Linked DNA regions of Danio rerio: region 2 is linked to region 1. Evidence: chromatin contacts called from public Micro-C data. All regions are on one chromosome and are shown on one strand. Each heading gives the region's core, a stretch centred on a gene start, on an enhancer-like site or on the middle of the called end of the contact. The rest is flanking DNA. Distances are from core to core; before and after follow the strand shown. Region 1 holds the start of tia1 (TIA1 cytotoxic granule-associated RNA binding protein). Region 2 holds the start of slc31a1 (solute carrier family 31 member 1).

Region 1 (4,078 bases), core at 1,053-3,552:
ATTCAGCAAGACATCTTAAATATTATTTATGAACTACTAAGATGACAAGACCGCAAGTGAGTGTGGGTGTCATTTATAGTGTTTTTCATAATGTTGCCTTATGTATTTTGGATGTGGTGATGGTTTGTGGTAAATCAAATAAAAACTAGATGAATTTTAGAATTAAATAAAATTCAATTAAGAGCTTTAAAGAGGTGCCTCTTTATGTGGACGCACTTATTACTATTACATTATTTTGTTAAATCAAATAATAAATCAACAAATTTCTTATGGGAGGAGAATGTTTTTTCCCTATATAGTCCATTTTTGGGGATTTAAACAATTACAATGGTCCTGCTTTACATTTTTAATTTTCATAGCATCCGAGAATCCAAACAACGTGCAACTATTGATAAATAATCCCATGTCAGGTGTTTGAACATAAAATTAACATTGAATTGCCTCTTGTTAAAGTTGAAATAGTGACAACGAGAAGGAAATTTTCATGGGCCAATGACATCATATTGAAATATAGGTCTATAGGTCACCATCTCAAACTCTCCTTTTTAGTTCACACTGTACATCCAGTTCACAAGCTAAATATTGACCTCAAAATCATGTGGTCAAGTTTAATACACATAAGATTTTAACAGTCCCACCCTCCCGTCCCAGCCCAACTCACCCTGTAGATACGATAGCTTACCTTACCCATTATTTTACGCCCATTCATGGCTGCGAGCGAGGCCGCTGCGTGCCTATGTTCGAAGAACTCCACAAAGCAGTATGGATCGTTACCTGCCGTCTGAAAGCAAACAAGTACAATTAGACATCAAATTAATTTCTTATATCAAGTCTTTGAAAAAGAAACCTTGTTAATATGTAACATTAAAAGGGGAAATAAGGTGTTGCTTTTAAACATTACTAAAAGAGCATTTCAATATGGGCACAGTGTGTGTGTGTGTGTGTGTGTATTTATATACACACACACATACATACGTGTGCCTGTCTGTTTGTGTATCACAATGATGGTCAAAAACTTGCATTAATATACGTGTTAAAATATACTCACATCGACAATCATTTTACAGCTCTTGCAGGGGCCAATCTGACCAAAGAGCTGCATAATAAGGGCCTCGGTCACATCTCGAGACAGGTTTCCGACATACCTGCATTTAAAATAAGGTTTAATATTAAAAAGGAGGATAAGCAAATAAGAGTGAGTGGCCTGTTGAATTCAAGAAACCTTTATTTAAATCTATAATCTGATACACTAATTATAGGGGTCCAGGCACGCACTATGTGGCATCTTCAAGTACCTGAATCAAAATGATCCGCCTAATCTACATTACAAAAGAACTCGGTAGGCATGAGGACCCACGGGCCGCTACTTAACCTTAAAAACCTCATTAGCCATCCGGCAACGAGCTGCTTATTATTATCGTATGTACAGGTTTCAAACAAAGACATGACAAAACAGAGCAGAGGAGCACGCACGAGCGCGCAGCCAGCAACAAAAGCCCTCACTGTCGGATACGAGCAGTCTGATAAGACCAAAATAAGAACCATTTTAACATATATTAATCTATATTTACATTCGGGCTGAGTGTCAACAGTTTAAACATTGTGCGTTATAAATACATATCTGAACGCATGAGACGGATTCTTTGTCTACCAAAGCTGTAAAGACAATGAGCTTTCAGTAAGTACAAGGCAACTTCACGCACTCAAACACAGACAGCAGTGTGCGAGTGTGTGTGCTCGCGCCGTGCTCTGGCCTCTAAAGGCCTGCTGCAATTATCCAAATTAACTCACTAACTAGCACATGGTGTGCGAGATGCTTTAAATCACACGACTGGCCTTTGTCTCCCGATATTGAGCCCTAAATCTAGTGTGAATTTTTCATTCCAGCATTCAGGGCTTTTGTTTGGGGCTCAGATTTTACACGTCTGCTTTGTGGTTGTAGTTCCTTTAGCATCACAGTCAGGACTGCTTAGAGCTGCCGTTACGCGTCAGTTAAGAGAAATGACAAAGCAGAGAGTGTTTTTTTTAAACTATGGCTTGGCATGATGTGAAGTTGGCTGTCTAAAGTACTAGAGTATAATGCCGATATACGTACAGGGTCTTGGGCTGCTCGTCGTCCATCATATTTTCCTGATAGAATTAAGACACCGAACCCTGAGAGAAACTCCTCTTGTGTCGATTGTGAGATGATCTCGCGTTCCACCCGTGTCTCGCTTTTTCCAGTGTTGTTACCCTCTCTGATCTCCGTCAAACCTGTTATAATGAGAGTAAATGTGAAATGCCGCCTCGGCTGACTCCAGTTATGAACAATGGAAAGGCGACATAAGATGGCGGAGGAGCCGGACCGGAAATGCAAGCGCGCATGCGCGTACCAAGTACAAAGCGCACAAAAAAGCAAGCTTTGAAAATGTGCTCAAATGCTAACGCACTGTTTATTAAACCGTAACTTTTGTGCATTACATTGCTAGTTTAGACGTGTAACGTTACCAATTGTAATATGATTTAAAAAGGTAGGAGACTACGTAGATTCGTGACAAAAAGTAAGTGCGCCGCCCGGGAATCGAACCCGGGTCGCAAGAATGGGAATCTTGCATGATACCACTACACCAGCGGCGCTCTATGGGAAGGGGAGTAAATGTCCCTAATAATTGATGATCAAACCATGAAGGGAATATTTCAGGAAGGGAATTTTTTTAAGTAAAATTGTCAAAATTACGCTTTCCTCGTGGAGAATGCTTTTTGTCTAATTATGAATTGTGAATTATTAGATCAGAAACATATTAACCATTGGATTTTAAGGTGGCAGAAAATGTATAATACAAAATTAACGTTTCGAGCACAGTCTACGTTTAGGACATTTGCATCGCAATCAATTTGAAAGGTTGTGTATATTCTAATTTCATAAAATAAAATGTATTTTAATTATATGGTGTTGTTGACAAAGTAACCATGGCAACCTTTCAACTAGGTTTTTGCGTTGTGTGCTTTTTTATCAACGTACAGTGTCTGGTTGACTGCTGAATGTATCAGTATGCCTATACTCAAAATTCCTATTAAACATCATTTAGGAATAGTTTCTCAATCTCAACTCGAACAATTAATAAAACGCCACAGAAAAAAGAGAGAAGAAACTGGAAATGTTAGTGCAAGAAAAAAAATCAAACGGTAGGTATAAAATTCAAAAGGTAAGTAAATGATTTGCTATCCAAAAATAAACCATTTATCCATTCAACTATATTATTATTATTATTTTTAGTAGTAGTAGTAGTATTGACACAAAACTGACAGTAAATAGGACTTTTCTTTCTTATTTTACAGAAATCCCCTTGAAACAACAGAAGACTTTATTGAAAAATACAATCAAGTACAAGGTAGCAAGGAGCAGGAAAAGTATGAAAACCTTGCAAAAGAATTCCTTTGTCGATGGAAGGTATTAAAATGTTTCACACACATTTATATAGAAGAAACATAATGACAAAGTAGGCTAATTCAAATCTACAATGCATTATATCAATACAGTATTACAATAAAAAATGATACACATATTATCCCTGTACATAAAACCCTCAATCGGTTTTAGAGCTTTATGAGCTTTTATGTTTAGTACTAAAGAAGGTAATTTTAAGAAAGATGAAAACCTGCAACCATTGACTTCCATTTCCAAATTAATACTATAGAAGTCAATAGACCCTTTCACACAAACAGACTTTTGGAAACGGACCATGTGTGAACAGGCCCTTTAAAAAAATAATGGTAAATATGTTCTGCCGGAAAGAGAAGTTGTAACATTACAATTTCCCGAATGCTGCTCTGTGTGAACCAAGCGGCAACCTCCCACACTCCCTCGGGAAACCAGTATGGAAGTAACTAAAACTGCTATTCATTAATTCGCCTTTGGGGGTTGGGTCCATGAAATCCAGATGATTTCTGACTGCAATGGTATATTTGCCAGTTTTACAGCTGATAAAAACATGTTTACAGCCTGGTATAAAGATGGTTTTAGTCCATATAGCTAATACCCTTCATGACAACTGTAAGGAGGGTGATTTTTTTTTTTATAACTCAACCGTTTAATTTT
Region 2 (4,681 bases), core at 1,786-4,285, 290 kb after region 1:
TGGCATTCCTCTATCCAATCCTGCTGTGTAAAATGTAATAAATGTCTCCGTGTACAGATTAATCCACTGGACTGTTTGCCAAGAGAATTTATTCCATTTATTATTACTGATGGTGCAGTATTAATGTTTTGGAGCTTGGTAACACTTTAAATGATACCAGTGCTGAGCGTTGGTTTGAAACGAAGAGGTATAAGTAAATATAAAATAGGTCTTTAGTGTTATTGATTATTTCTTTATTTTTTAATTAGATGATTAGATTAGAGTCAACTGTATTTTTATTGCACGTGTTCAAGGCAATGAAAAGCAGTTTAGGTCTAACTAGGAGTGCAATAGCAGCATGTGCAGGATATACAGTTGAAGTCAGAATTTTTAGCCCCCCTTTGAAATTTCGTTTCTTTTTAAAATATTTTCAAGATGATGTTTAACAGAGCAAGGACATTTTCACAGTATGTCTGATAATATTTTTTCTTCTGAAGAAACTCTTATTTGTTTTATTTCGACTAAAATAAAAGCAGTTTTTAAATTTTTAAACACCAATTTAAGGTCAAAATTATTAGCCCCTTTAAGCTGTATATCTTTTCGATATTGTATAACAACGGTTTGTTCTGTAGACTAACTTGCCTAATTACCTAAACCTGTCAAGTTAACCTAATTAACCTAGTTAAGCCTTTAAATGTCACTTTAAGCTGTATAGAAGTCTTAAAAAATATCTAGTCAAATATTATTTACTGTCATCATTGCAAAGATAAAATAAATCAGTTATTAGAGATGAGTCATTAAAACTATTATGTTTAGAAATGTGTTGGGAAAAAAAATCTTCTCTCCGTTAAACAGAAACTGGGGGAAAAATAAACTAATAATTTAGGGGGGTTAATAGTTCCGACTTCAACTGTAAATATAAGTTATTAAGTGCAATTATGAAAAAAACTATGGTTATATTTACAGGTGCATGTACTATGAACATTATACACAGGTTATATTAACTATGAACAGATTTACAATAGATATGTACAGGTTGCTATAAATAATCGGGGGTATGTAGATAGATATAAGCATAATTATAATTGTATATGTACAGAGAGTATGTACAAATCAGGTATTTATATACAATAATTTAGTTTGAAGTTTGCATTCTCAGAGACCTGTAATAAGCATATGCATAATATATATATATATATATATATATATATATATATATATATATATATATATATATATATATATATATTAGTGCTGTCAATCGATTAAAAATTAACTAATTAATCACACTTTTTTTAATTAATTGCATTTAAAAGACTGAAATTTGTAATTTTGGCTATTCTAATGTAAAATTAATGTAAACGCCAGACAAAAACTGTTTAAAATCAAAATATCGTTTATTAGAATTTTTGTTTAACTTTATAACACAGATTTCTTCATAAAAACAACATACCCACAATAAACCATCAAGATCCTGGCTTGACAGCCATATTTATTGAAGAAATTAAAACACAGGCATGTTAATGCCATTTGAATTTTTAAACAATTAATGCCAATAAAGAAAAAATGTATTTCCATGTTGGATTCTAAGTGGACTGCAAAAAAATGCCAAAATAGGCATTGCAGATATGGAAAATGGAAAATTATAATAATATTAATAAAGTATTGAATACAAACAATTGTACTCATACACAACAGGGAAAAAAATGCAACTGCATTAATTGCATGAATTTTTTTAACGCGTTAAATATTTCAAATTAATCTCATACGTTAACGCACTAATTTTGACAGCACTAATATATGTATGTATACATACATACATACATACATATATGTATGTATGTATGTACATACAGCGGATGCCCTTCCAGCCGCAACCTATCTCTGGGAAACATCCACATACACAAACACTACGGACAATTTAGCCTACCCAATTCACCTGTACCGCATGTCTTAGGACTGTGGGGGAAACCGGAGCACCCGGAGGAATCACATGCGAATTCAGGGAGAACATGCAAACTCCACACAGAAACGTCAACTGAGCCGAGGCTCGAACCAGCGACCTTATATATGTTTTATTTTTTTTAGTTTAATTGTTTGTCACTTTAAGTTCTGAATTTAAATATCACAAAGCATTCATCCGAAACTTCAGTTCAGAACTTTTTATACCTGACACGATGTTTAGTTCAAACGAATATCTGTGATATAAGTTTACTAGCTGAGTAGCAACGCTAGAGGCTGCTATTTAGCTGAATTGTCACTATCATTCTTCCAAACACCTACTTTTCGTTCATTCAATATAATGTATTACACTAAGTTTTATAATTGTTAATTTTGTTCGTATGTGTATCGCTAATATTCGACGAGCAGGAAGCTAAATATGGAGTCTTATATAGTCTTCACAAATAAATAAAATGTTTGCTAACTTATATTGTCTAGCCTAAAGAATTTCAATGTAGAAATGAAATGTCTCGTGAAAACAAGACAGTTTTCACTCCGTTCAACGAAGGAATTTGTTGGAAGTTAAAGTCGTCACATGCGCATATATGTGCAAAACTATAAACATTGCCATTCTTTACATTACATTAACATCGTGGATAACTTGCCATGTGGCAACGGAAGTACGGAAAGTTTTCACATCACGTGAAACGTAACGGTAAACATGCCACAAAAAGCACCGGAAGCATTAATTTCCATGGCATCCACTGAAAATTTGTAATTTTCAAAACAATAAAATAGATTTTCTTCATTTTGAATTAATACACAAAATAGTAGGACCACGACTTCTTTTAAATCTGTGCTGAAAATGGTGGATTACTGATTTTCTTTCATCCTATTATCAGATTTCTTTAACAGTCTTCAACTTCTTTGATCTTGCTTTTGATGTTTCATTAGTGTTGTTGAAATAATGCTATTAAAATGATTCGCAATTACTTAACAATGTTAAGAAGAATAATACATGCGATTGGTGTGTCAGTATTACTGATAACGACTAGGAATACAAATCACTCGCTCAAGCTTTTCCCCTCATAGGACTTTTATTTTGGATTACGGTCAGTTTTGTTGCTGACTTCGTGCACGTTACTTCGCTGGGTCGGAGTATCTCGGTGCTGCTCTGTAGGAACAGTGCAAAGATTGGGTTCATTTACTATTTTCCCAAAACTAATGACCTTCAGTTGATATTAAAACACTAAAGGAACCGGTGGACGCGCTCGTCTCCTGCTGTTGAGGTTAGTTTTGTGTGATGTACTTTTTGTAATCTCTGTTGCTTTGACCTCTGAGAGACATGAAGCTCTGTTTGCAAGCGACTGTTTGTGATGTACATAAAGATTCTGTTGATTTGTGCTGAACAGCAAATTATGATGACCTGTAAACGCTATTATATTGTCAAAATAGTTGATCATGCTGGTTTTGGGTTCGGTTTTTTCACTTTTCGTAAACTCGAGTCATAAACCATGTGAATCTGCTATCCTGAGGCATAATTAACTGTAACCGCACTTCAACTTTGTTTTAGTGGCCTTGAAAAATATTTAAAGATACAAATAAAAGTAACACCTCAACAAAATAAAACATCTTTAGTAGAGAACACACAAGAAGAAATCCTTAAAGGGACAGTTATAAAATGAAAAGCTGTCATCATTCACTCACTCTTCACTTGTTTAAAACCTTTTTGACTTTTTTATCTTGTGAAATCGAAAGAAGAAATTTTGAAGAATGCTGGAGACTAAACATTGATTTCCATAGTGTTTTTTTTAATTTTTTTTTATGTACGTCAGTGGTTACAGCAGGTACACATATCTTTAGTGTAAGTAAATAAACCACACAGGGGCGGGTAAATATTGAGTAATTGTTTTAATTTTTAGTGGACTATCCCTTTAAGACCTGTTCTGGTGTGTTCATGACTCTGTTTACATGTCCATTTAGTATTTTTTTCTAAACATTTTGAGTTTTAAGGTTATGTCTTACTTTCTAATTATAATTTCATTAATGTGTTTATATTTTTTAGAACATCAAGTTTTTTCATTTATATAATTTCTTAATGACAGTTTTAACAATTATCAATCTTGATATTTTAAATGTTGTTTTACATCATGAAGATTAAAACATTCCTAAAATATTATTTTTTCTTTTAGTAATCTAAAAATCTATTAAATCTAGTATTTAATAAACACAATTTTTAATAAAACTTTTTGTTCTATTTTATGTCTTCCCCCAAATTCTGTTTTTATATTTTTATATTTTCCCAAATTGTTTTTTTTTTTTTTTTTTTAATGTTTTTTCAGTTCTAATGGTTAAAATCTATTTTAGTAATCAAAAAGCATGTTCAATTAAAAAAAACAACACAAAAGCTGCTCATTGCAATAACAGCTTTTTGGTGTGCATGTTAATTATTTTTTTCAAGCTTTGCTACAACAATATTTGGCCCCATGATGTTTCCACTTGTTTGTGATTTGCTGGATAAGGATTAAGGAAAAGGGAATTTTTCTGTGCATTTCTGTGTGGAGTTTGCATCCCCGTGTTGGTGTGGGTTTGCTCCGGTTTCCCCCACAAGTCCAAAGGAATGCACTAGAGGTGAATTGGGTAAGCTAAATTGTCTGTAGTGTATGAGTGTTAATACGCAAGTATGGATGTTTCCCAGTGTTGGGTTGCAGCTGGAAGGCATCTGCTGAATAAACATAATCAGGATAAGTTGACAGTTCAT

What was found. A called contact is a pair of places that touch in the nucleus more often than the background predicts.
Region 2: a contact with region 1 is called in a Micro-C map of caudal fin, with 4 times the contacts expected there. The contact joins the promoter of slc31a1 here to the promoter of tia1 in region 1. A contact is called at or near these places in 4 of 18 Hi-C or Micro-C datasets (caudal fin, embryo, hematopoietic stem cells and 1 more) and 2 of 4 datasets of contacts at active chromatin or transcription factors (caudal fin and embryo).

The regions. Positions count from the first base shown.
Region 1 is chr5:62,293,928-62,298,005 of GRCz12tu, forward strand. It overlaps tia1 (TIA1 cytotoxic granule-associated RNA binding protein), which reads right to left and starts at 2,303. Exons shown (of 12, transcript NM_212628.1): 1 at 2,096-2,303; 2 at 1,049-1,145; 3 at 683-781. The coding sequence starts at 2,124. tmem232 (transmembrane protein 232) reads left to right here and starts at 2,984. Exons shown (of 13, transcript NM_001100053.1): 1 at 2,984-3,165; 2 at 3,319-3,430. The coding sequence starts at 3,032. trnag-ccc (transfer RNA glycine (anticodon CCC)) reads right to left here and starts at 2,616; the gene lies at 2,546-2,616.
Region 2 is chr5:62,587,237-62,591,917 of GRCz12tu, forward strand. slc31a1 (solute carrier family 31 member 1) reads left to right here and starts at 3,036. Exons shown (of 6, transcript NM_001320405.1): 1 at 3,036-3,209. It overlaps atp6v1g1 (ATPase H+ transporting V1 subunit G1), which reads left to right. Exons shown (of 3, transcript NM_199934.1): 3 at 1-62.